Regions from separate parts of the Ovis aries genome. Here region 2 is linked to region 1. A link is a contact called in public Hi-C data. All regions are on one chromosome and are shown on one strand. Each heading gives the region's core, a stretch centred on a gene start, on an enhancer-like site or on the middle of the called end of the contact. The rest is flanking DNA. Distances are from core to core; before and after follow the strand shown.

Region 1 (4,326 bases), core at 831-3,330:
GTTGAAGGTAAGGCCCAAAGTAGAGTGTGCCATAGCCGGCCACCAAGCAAGTCTCAGGGACCCTTGGGGGGGGGGGGGTGCCTCCTAAGGAGGCAGTCCAGGCCCGAGTCTGGCCTGCGGGGGCAGTGATGGAGCGGCCTACTTCGCCTGCCTAGGGTGCTGTCCCTGCCGCACCGAACTGCCAGAACTCTACAGATGGGAGCGGGCCGCGGCCAACTTCCCCAGCTTTTGAAAATCCTGCATCTTAATTAGTTCCCTACTGCTTTTGTACATGGCCCACATTTTAATAGTCTCCCGGCTTCTTCCACCATTTGCTCTCTGATGTTCGGCTCGATTTCTCTTCTCCTCGAGACAGTCCCTCCGACTCCTCCGGCACCCTCCCAGCCCCAGAACAACTTACGGAACGCCGATGTGCCAAGCATGTAGCCTGAGATTGATGAGCCTGTCAGCTGGCTCCCTCTGGCCCCCCACCCCACCCCCGCTTCCGTCTCTCCTCCTCGCAGGGATGAGCCGGTGGAGGGTGGGGGGGTGTGGTGTGCGAGATGGGGGCACGCAGGGGAAGGGACCCGTAGAGCCCCCAGCCAGGTGTGAGCCAACGGACAACGTGACCTTCTGCCGGTCTGCAGAGGAGTCCGGCTGTGTCCTTCCGCGGGGGGGTGGCGGGGAAGGACGCTGGGCTCCCCACCCCATCTGTCAGTGCTTATCTGTCCCCGCGCGGGGGGTTGCCTGAGCGTGGTACGGCCGAGAGAATGGATGCCTTCAAGTGCATCGGGGGAAATGACCAGTCATTTATCTCTTTCCTGCAGTGTCAAGAGCTGCAGCCATCCATTCTGGAGGCCGGCAACAGCAGCTTCTTCAGCTCTTGTTGGCCTCGTGAGCCGGAGAGAGGTGGGCAGGCCCCTCCACCCCCGGCTTCGTGCCCTCCTGGTAGTCTGGGGACAGGCGCCGGGTCTGGGGGAAGGGGCCTGGGATTCTGGCACTGTCCTGTAGGGCTATGGGAGCCGGGGCTGGTCCAGGAATTGGGCAGCCGCTGGGAGTCGGCCGGGCTGTGTGCATTGTGGCTGCAGGGACTGCACGACTGGATTTTGCAGCTGGGCTTGGCGGAGCCACGTTTAGAACATAGCTTGTGAGACTGTCGCCCTGTTATACCAGGGCCTGTGCACTTGTATCTCTCCCTCCTGGAAGGTGCACAGTTTGAGTTCAGAGGCCCATGCAGTACTTCAACTATATCCCCAACACCCTGTACCCGACTTGGCACATAGTAGGTGGACAGCAAAGATTTATGAAAAGGATGAAGGAAAGAAAAGGGCCTCCTGGTCTCTGATCTCGAGCTTGAAGAATGTGGCTTAGTTCTCACTGTGGCCCTTGCACAGAGGAGGGAGCTTGAGCAGGCAAAGGGGAGCCTTTGGAGCTAACCTGGCCTTCCCATCCACTGCCCAGGCCAGTCTTGGGGGGGGGTTCTGTCCTGGCTTTACCATCTTTCCTGTCTTTGGTTTGAGCTCACAGAGGGGCCTTCAGTATGTCGAACAACTGTGCTCTGCAGGAGAAAAGGCGTCCAAAAGGAATCACAAGACCTGGGTTCAAGTCCTGACCCTTCCACCCCTGGCTGTGTGATTTTGAGCTGTCACCTAACCACCCTGGCCTTGATTCTCCATCTGTGAAATGTGTATTGTGGCAGCTGCTCTGCTTGTTTGCTGGGATTTTTCTGAGAGTCCCGCTGGAACGTGGGGCTGGAGGGCTTGGCAGATGTGAAGAGGCACCGCTGATGCCACCCCCACGTAGCACTGCTGGGTGGGCTGAGGGGACCTCAGCTGATGCTGTTCCTATCCCCAGTGTGTGCTCACTGCAGGCAGCTCACCACCCAGCTGGCAGAGTGTATGCCATGTGGCCAGAATGGGAACACATTCTGCCTTACAGTCTTTAAAAGCCCAAAGCTAGCACCTTCTGTCCTGAGAAGACCTGGCATCTGGCTATGGGATCTGCCTTTCCCAGAACCACAGCTTGCCCAAGTTCACCCCTGTGTCCCAGGACTCGGTCCTCTGGCATCTGCTGTGGGGAGCGCAGAGATAAACTTGGAAGGCTTCCTCTCTGTTTCACAAACACCTGTCATCCCATGGTGCTAGGCTGGGCCTGCCTGCTGGGTCTTTTCTCCTGCCCTTGGGCTAGGCCGATCTGCCTTCTCTAAGAACCACTCCTCTGTGAACTTGCCCTGGTGTAGCTTCATTCCTTTGTCCCTTGGCACTGGGCACCCATTCTCCACACCTGGGCTCTATCCTGATTCACTGTGTGGGGATGTTCCCTGCTCAGGGGCCAGGGGACTGCCCTCTGGATGTATCTAGCCACCAAGACGTAGGCATCATGAGGACGGGGCCCTTTCCTAAGCACTGGCTCATTGGTGGTCCCCTCACTTTCACCTTCAGTTAATTTCAGAATGATCCGATTGAGATATATACATCGTATTGTCACCCTTAGCTTGAAACTGCCCGTGTCTTCAGAAGCTGTTGTTGTTCAGTTGCTCAGTCCTGTCTGACTCTTTGTGATGCCATGGACTGCAGCACGCCAGGCTTCCCTGTCTTTCACTCTCTCCTGGAGTTGCTCAAACTCATGTCCATTGACTCAGTGATGTCATCCAACCGTCTCATCCTCTGTCGTCCCCTTCTCTTCCTGCCCTCAATCTTTCCTAGCATCAGAGTCTTTTCCAATGAGTCGGCTCTTCGCATCAGGTGGCCAAAGTACTGGCACTTCAGCGTCAGTCCTTCCAGTGAATATTCAGGGTTGATTTCCTTTAGGATTGATTGGTTTGATCCCCTTGCAGTCCAAGGGAGTAAGCATTCTTGCAGAGGCCTACACAGCCCTTCAAGGCCCCAGCACTCTCTGAACTGGGCTCTTGCTCTCCCCCTGGCTCACTGTGCTCTGGGCAGACAGACCCCAGCTTCAGAGCCTTTTTGTGCTAGCTCCTTTGCCTAGAACATCCTTTCGCGATAAGCAGTATGGCCCCCTCCCTGCTCCTTCAGGTTAGTGCTTTCCAGACCACGTTTAAATGTGGATCCACCCTCCCATCACTCCTGATGTTCCAGATTCCCCTATCGCTGGCCCCCCCACCCCCTCTTTGTTTATCTCCAAAACGATGATTGCTATCTGCCATTCTATGGGTCTTGCTTGTTTATTTTCTGTCTTGTTTCGATGCCACTAGAATATAACTTCTACGAGGGCAAGAATTTCTGTCTCTTGTTCATAGCTGTGTCCTCAGCACCTAGAACAGAGCCTGGTACACAGTAAATGCTCAGTAATTACTTGTCAAGTGAAAGAGTAGAGCACGAGCTCGTCCATGTAGTTCTGCTATGATCTCCAAATCTTCTGGATGCATCCCCGGCGAGTCCCACCCTCGGCCTCCTCTGTCCTCTGCTCCATACTTGGCTTCTTTGCTTCCATTCCCCCTGGGCCCATGTCCATGTTGGGGGGGCTGTGTCTCACCACATCTGATGGTCTGAGTGTATTAGAAGGGGAGGAGTTTTGCTTAGGAGTGCAAGGAGAGGGAGACTCTAGGAGGTGAAAAAGAGGCTTTCATGAACCGAGCTTCTCCCTGTCCAAACACTCTATGTCCATGATCTCATCTGGCCCCATAACCACACTGGGAAGTGGACTTTGTTCTGCAGACGAGGAGAACAAGGCCAAGTGTGCTGTGCAGGGTACGAGACCTGAGATTTCACCCCAGCTTCCTGCACTTTCCGGTGATCGGTATTCCCTTGAACCATTTCATCACTCCATCCAGTCCCGCTGTCCTTCCCCTCCCTCACCTTGCCGCTAAGTTCTATCAGCTTGGTTGGTCTGCTAACCAGCAGAGTAGTGAGCTTCCTCCAACAGTGTGGGTGTTTTCCTGTGTCTCAGAGGTGGGAGATTGCTTATCTGTGGTGCCAACCTCTGGGTGCTGCTTCCAGGGGCTCAACCTTGTGTGTTGGCAAGGGGTAAGGGGGTTGGCAGAGCAGAGGGTGGGGACCACAGGCCTTCTGAGGGGCATGATCAGTCCTCCTGTGGTGAGGATATCCTGGGCTTCGAAAACAAGTGGTAACAAGGACCTGCAGCGTGCAGCCTGGGTGATGGGTCCTCATTGTGAACCTCATCTATTTTGAGCTTTATGAATCACAAAGCAGGGAGTCAAACGCAGCCAAGAAAATGGCACCCCTAAGGAATGAGCAGATGGATTCCAGGGGCCCGCCACCATCTCAGGAAATCAGGGCTTCAGTCCCCTCCAGTCTCCTCCCCTGTGGGGTGAGTGATAGCAATCCCCTCCTCCTCCTTCCCCGTGAGCCTGAGAGTCTGGTGGGC
Region 2 (4,326 bases), core at 1,037-3,536, 150 kb before region 1:
TGACTATACATGCTTAGAGTATGTAATATAAATATATTTTCCCTCTCCTATTGTAAGCCTTGTTCAGGGCAGGCACTACCTTTTCTGATTATTTATCAAGTGCATATATTAAAACATGCTTTGCTTTCCAATCTGAATTGCTATGCTTTTTTAAAAAAATTTTAATCAGAGGATAATTGCTTTACAATGTGCTGGTTTCTGCTGTACAACAACATGAATCAGCTATAAGTATATTTATATCCCCTCCTTCTTAAGCCTCCCTCCCACCCCCTACAGCCCACCCGTCTAGATCATCCTAGAACACTGAACTGAGTTCCCTGTGCTGTGCTTTTGATATCTCAAGGAGGCTTTGGGAGTTCTGACTGATAGTTCAAACTCATACTTCTTGGGCTTTTTAATGTTGTCAAGGCCCATCACAGGCAAAGTATTAGCTTTTGAACCAATCCCTTGACAAATTAATAAAGGACCAGACTTTTCAAATTTTAATTTTAGAAAAGGGGAATAACTTTTCAAATTGTAAGATGCTGTGCAAGAAGTTACACAGGGAGTTTGGGATTAGCAGATGTATGATGCAGATGTAAACTATTATACACAGAATGGATAAACAACAAGGTCCTACTGTATAGCATAGACAACTATATTCAATATCCTATGATAAACCATAATGGAAAAGGATATTAAAAAAATGCGTATGTATAACTGAACCACTTTGCCGTGCAGCAGCAATGAACACAACACTGTAAATCAACTGTACTTCAAAAAAAAAAAGTTACACAGCAATCTATAGAACTTGACTCTGCTATTAACTTGGCAGAAAGAAGGGGTTAAAAATGTCAAGCCTTACAAACATATTGATTCAGTCCTCTTCTGTTTATCTGTAACTTTAATAGTGTGTGGAATTGAACTCTGAAAATTCTGGAACATAAAACAATTTTTATTTATTGTATCCATTGCTTTGAGAGCAGCTTTGAGAAAGGAAGTGAGAGGGCACAGTTTTGAAAACCTGGCAATTTGGCATCTCCTCTCCCCTTTTTTCACCCCTCCCCCACTATTTTAGCTATTTGACCCGATTAAACAACTTTGGGACGGGAGCCAGATTTCTGTATGCTAACGAGGCCGCTATTCATGCTTTAGTGCGATTTCATCCCCCCAGAGCTTCCAGGCTGCCCAGTGGAAGCTTGGCTTCGCAGAAGTCTTCTGATTTTGTCGGGGGTTCACCAGTGAGTAGTTCGCACTGGCTTGAAGCAGACAGAGACTCTCTGAACGCCTCGGGTCACATCGGATTATTCATTAGCAAAGTCTTTTCACCTTCTATCTAATCAGCTTAAGGTGACTCCAGAATCGGGTGTGCTACTCCCCGAAAGAGACCCTGGCAACATCCAGCCTAGGTTCCACAACTTTTGGCTGGTTACTCGCTTTCCTGGGAGCAAAAAGTTTGCAAAGTTCCTTTAAATCTCCTCTTCCCTAAGCCTAAAGGTCAAGGTGCCAGGGCCCAGTTAGCTCCCAAGTCAGCTGGAATCTGACCATTTCAGAAGTTTCTGGTGTGTGTGAGAAGAGAAGAGGGGGTAGTCGGGATCCGTCAGAGTGACCACCTCGCATTACGTAACGAAAGCCCAGGGAGCGAGCTTGACATCAAGACATTCCAGGGGGAGGGGAGCTGCTGTCCTGGAGTCTCCAGGAACGGCGGCGGCATTTCAAGAAGCCAAGAAGGGAAGGTGCCCGAGATAAAGACAACACTTCGGGAAGGAGAATATAAAACAGCCGCAAGACTCAGAGGATTAGCAAACGACAGGACACGTGTTAGACGAAACGGCAGCCTTTCAACTTTTGCATGGGAACAAGGGGATTTGCCGTTTGGGGGATTTAGGAACGTAACAGCAAAGCCAAAAGCTAATGAATGGAGTTCAGCGGTTTGTTGGCAATACTTAAATGTTTCTATCCAGTACTTAAATATTTTCGTCCAGGAGCGCAACTCTCTGCAGTTATTTAGAAAGTAGGGATTCAAATCAAACTAAGATACTTCTCCGTGCGTCTCCACTTTCCCCAATCCGAAAAGGAGCTGCTCGCGCGGTACTGCCCCTTTAAGACCTGCTTGCTCTCGGGCTCTACAAAAGGGAGTGACCTCTGGGCTTTGACAGCTCCCCTAATAACTACCACCGTGCAGGCTCCACCCACTTGGCGACCAGCCGCGCCGATTGGCCGGCGGGCCGGTATCCCGTACTCTGATTGGCTCTCCGCTTCCCCTGAGCGAACCTTTAGAACTCTGAGACAGACAATATTCTGTTACATTGTAGCAAAATGGCGACTGTCATTCACAACCCCCTGAAAGCGTAAGTAAGACTAAAAAATGTACATATTCCGCGTGGTTTCAATATGAAAAAAAAGGCGCCTTCTGCGTGCGGAGCGCTGCCAATGCACAGCGCTTACAGGCACCTACAGCCGTGGCGGGGCTTCTCTCTTTTCTTTCAGCTCTTACTTCTTCATCTTTTTTTTTTTTTTTTCCTAAACCCCAGCGCGCAGAAATGTCAGGAGATGCAATTAACAAGGAGAAAATTGTTACATTTGTGTTCTTTTAAATTGGCGGACCGAGAAGAGAGGGGTTGTCGGTAGGGGAGCCAGGCGCTCGCGAGCTCTACAGCTAGGGGATCGTGGGCAGCTCGGGGACAGCACGGTCCCCTGAGTCTCCCCGGCTTCGCGGGGCGGGGAGCGCGGCGCGCGGCGCGGGGGTGGCGGGGCCGGCCCTGCTGGGGGCTAGCGCTGGACTCTGGGGCCGCCTTGGGCGCACTTGGCTGAGCCCCGCGCCTCCGGAGCCCGCGGCCCCCCGCCCGGCTGCTAGGTCCTCCGGGGCGACCGGACCGCGGCAGCTCTGGAGTTTGCAGGGCGCTCTCTGCCTTCCGATCGCTTGCGGGGAGTTTGTGCAAACCTTCCGGAGTTGGGAGCACCGCAGGGGGGAGCAGCGGGTCCCGGGAGCCCTGGGGCCCAGGTGGTTGCCCGGGGCTTTCCTGCCGGGGCAGCCCCCGGGAACGTGACGGCGCTTCGGGCGGTCGCCGGTGTGTCTACGGGTGTGTTTGTCCGGGAATGGGCTGTAGTAAATGAACGACTCGGGTTAACTTGGGGTTGATTTGGAGACAGGGAAGAGCTGCAGGTCTCATAAATGGTGTTATCGGCTCCTGCGGGTAAATAGCCAAGGCGAGCGAGAGGCAGCTTACTGGGGAGCTCGCCGCCCGAGCCGGCAGCGTCTGCTCACGGCCAGAGCGAGGGGCAGGTGCCTCTGGCCGCCGCCGGGAGACTTTGAGCGGACGCCCAGATCCGGGACGGAGGGGGGCGGGCTGGGCGAGGACACGCAGGGGCCAGCCCCGGGTCCCACAGCCAATTCCTGCCCGCCTTCCTCCCCCACTCCTTTTTATCCTGGCTTCCTTCCTTCCTTCCTTCCAGTCGGTGGAACTGTTAAGCCGCCAAGTCCGCTCGCGATCGCGGAGCCGGGGGTGGTTCGGAAACTAGCATCGCTCTAACAGGGGTGCTACTGGCAGTGATGTTGGCAGAGGGGCGCTCCCTCGGATCGCGGCGCGACGTGGGTGGGTGGCTGGGTGGGGGGTTTGTGCGCCTGGGATTAGGACTTCGCAGCTGGGCTGGAAGCCGCGGGCGAGAGGAGAGAGGGAGGTGCGGGTGTGTGTGTCGGGGGCGGGGGGGGGGCGTTTCGTGCCGGATTCTCTACGGTGCGTGGCTGATGCCCACTCTGGTTCTTTCAACTCAGCGCCTCCGCGTCCGCACCCGCGGCTCCCCTAGGAGTTGAAAGCCAGGTTCGCACGCGGGGTGGGAGGAGGGCAGCGGGGGTGGGGGGGGGGGGTGGGTCTTAACGCCAAGGAAAGCGCCGAGAAAATGGGAAGTGTTTGCACCAGCTATTTCCTATCGGTAATAGGGGAAAAGGGTAGGAATGTCCCAGATTTTGGAGTTTTACATACACACACACACACACACACACACACACACACACACACACACGCGCACACACACACGAACGCTGCTAAGAGGACGTTGGAAGCTGGGGCTGATTAGAGAGCAGCTCCCGGCTTCAGTTCTCGCTCGGAAGCTCCGACACACTGCACTTGAACGCCACAGTGTTTCACCCAAGAAAACAAATGTTTTATGGCAGAATAAATGGGCGTAACTTCGCGGCATCCCCTCTCTTCGTCGCTCTCGCTAGCCACATCGCTGATGCTGTGAGTTTTTAACCGAGCCCACAGCTGATTTGCAGTTTTCACATTTCCAGCCGAAAACGCATAGCGGGGCTGATGCCTCCTGGTAAACTCAAGTTAGAGAAATCTA

Evidence for each region. A called contact is a pair of places that touch in the nucleus more often than the background predicts.
Region 2: a Hi-C map of liver shows a contact between it and region 1, with 2.0 times the contacts expected there. The contact joins the promoter of DPF3 here to the enhancer-like site in region 1. A contact is called at or near these places in 2 of 16 Hi-C or Micro-C datasets (liver and muscle).

The regions. Positions count from the first base shown.
Region 1 is chr7:82,340,300-82,344,625 of ARS-UI_Ramb_v3.0, reverse strand. The region is part of intron 3 of DPF3 (double PHD fingers 3); the gene reads left to right. Among named protein-coding and RNA genes, the nearest start is that of DPF3, 150 kb to the left of the region's middle. Within about 2 kb of position 2,080, at least 6 of the 54 cell types and tissues checked have an H3K27ac peak or open chromatin away from gene starts, as enhancers often do. A contact at or near this core is called in liver and muscle, where this site is marked.
Region 2 is chr7:82,488,607-82,492,932 of ARS-UI_Ramb_v3.0, reverse strand. DPF3 (double PHD fingers 3) reads left to right here and starts at 2,286. Exons shown (of 11, transcript XM_012181974.4): 1 at 2,286-2,330. The coding sequence starts at 2,299.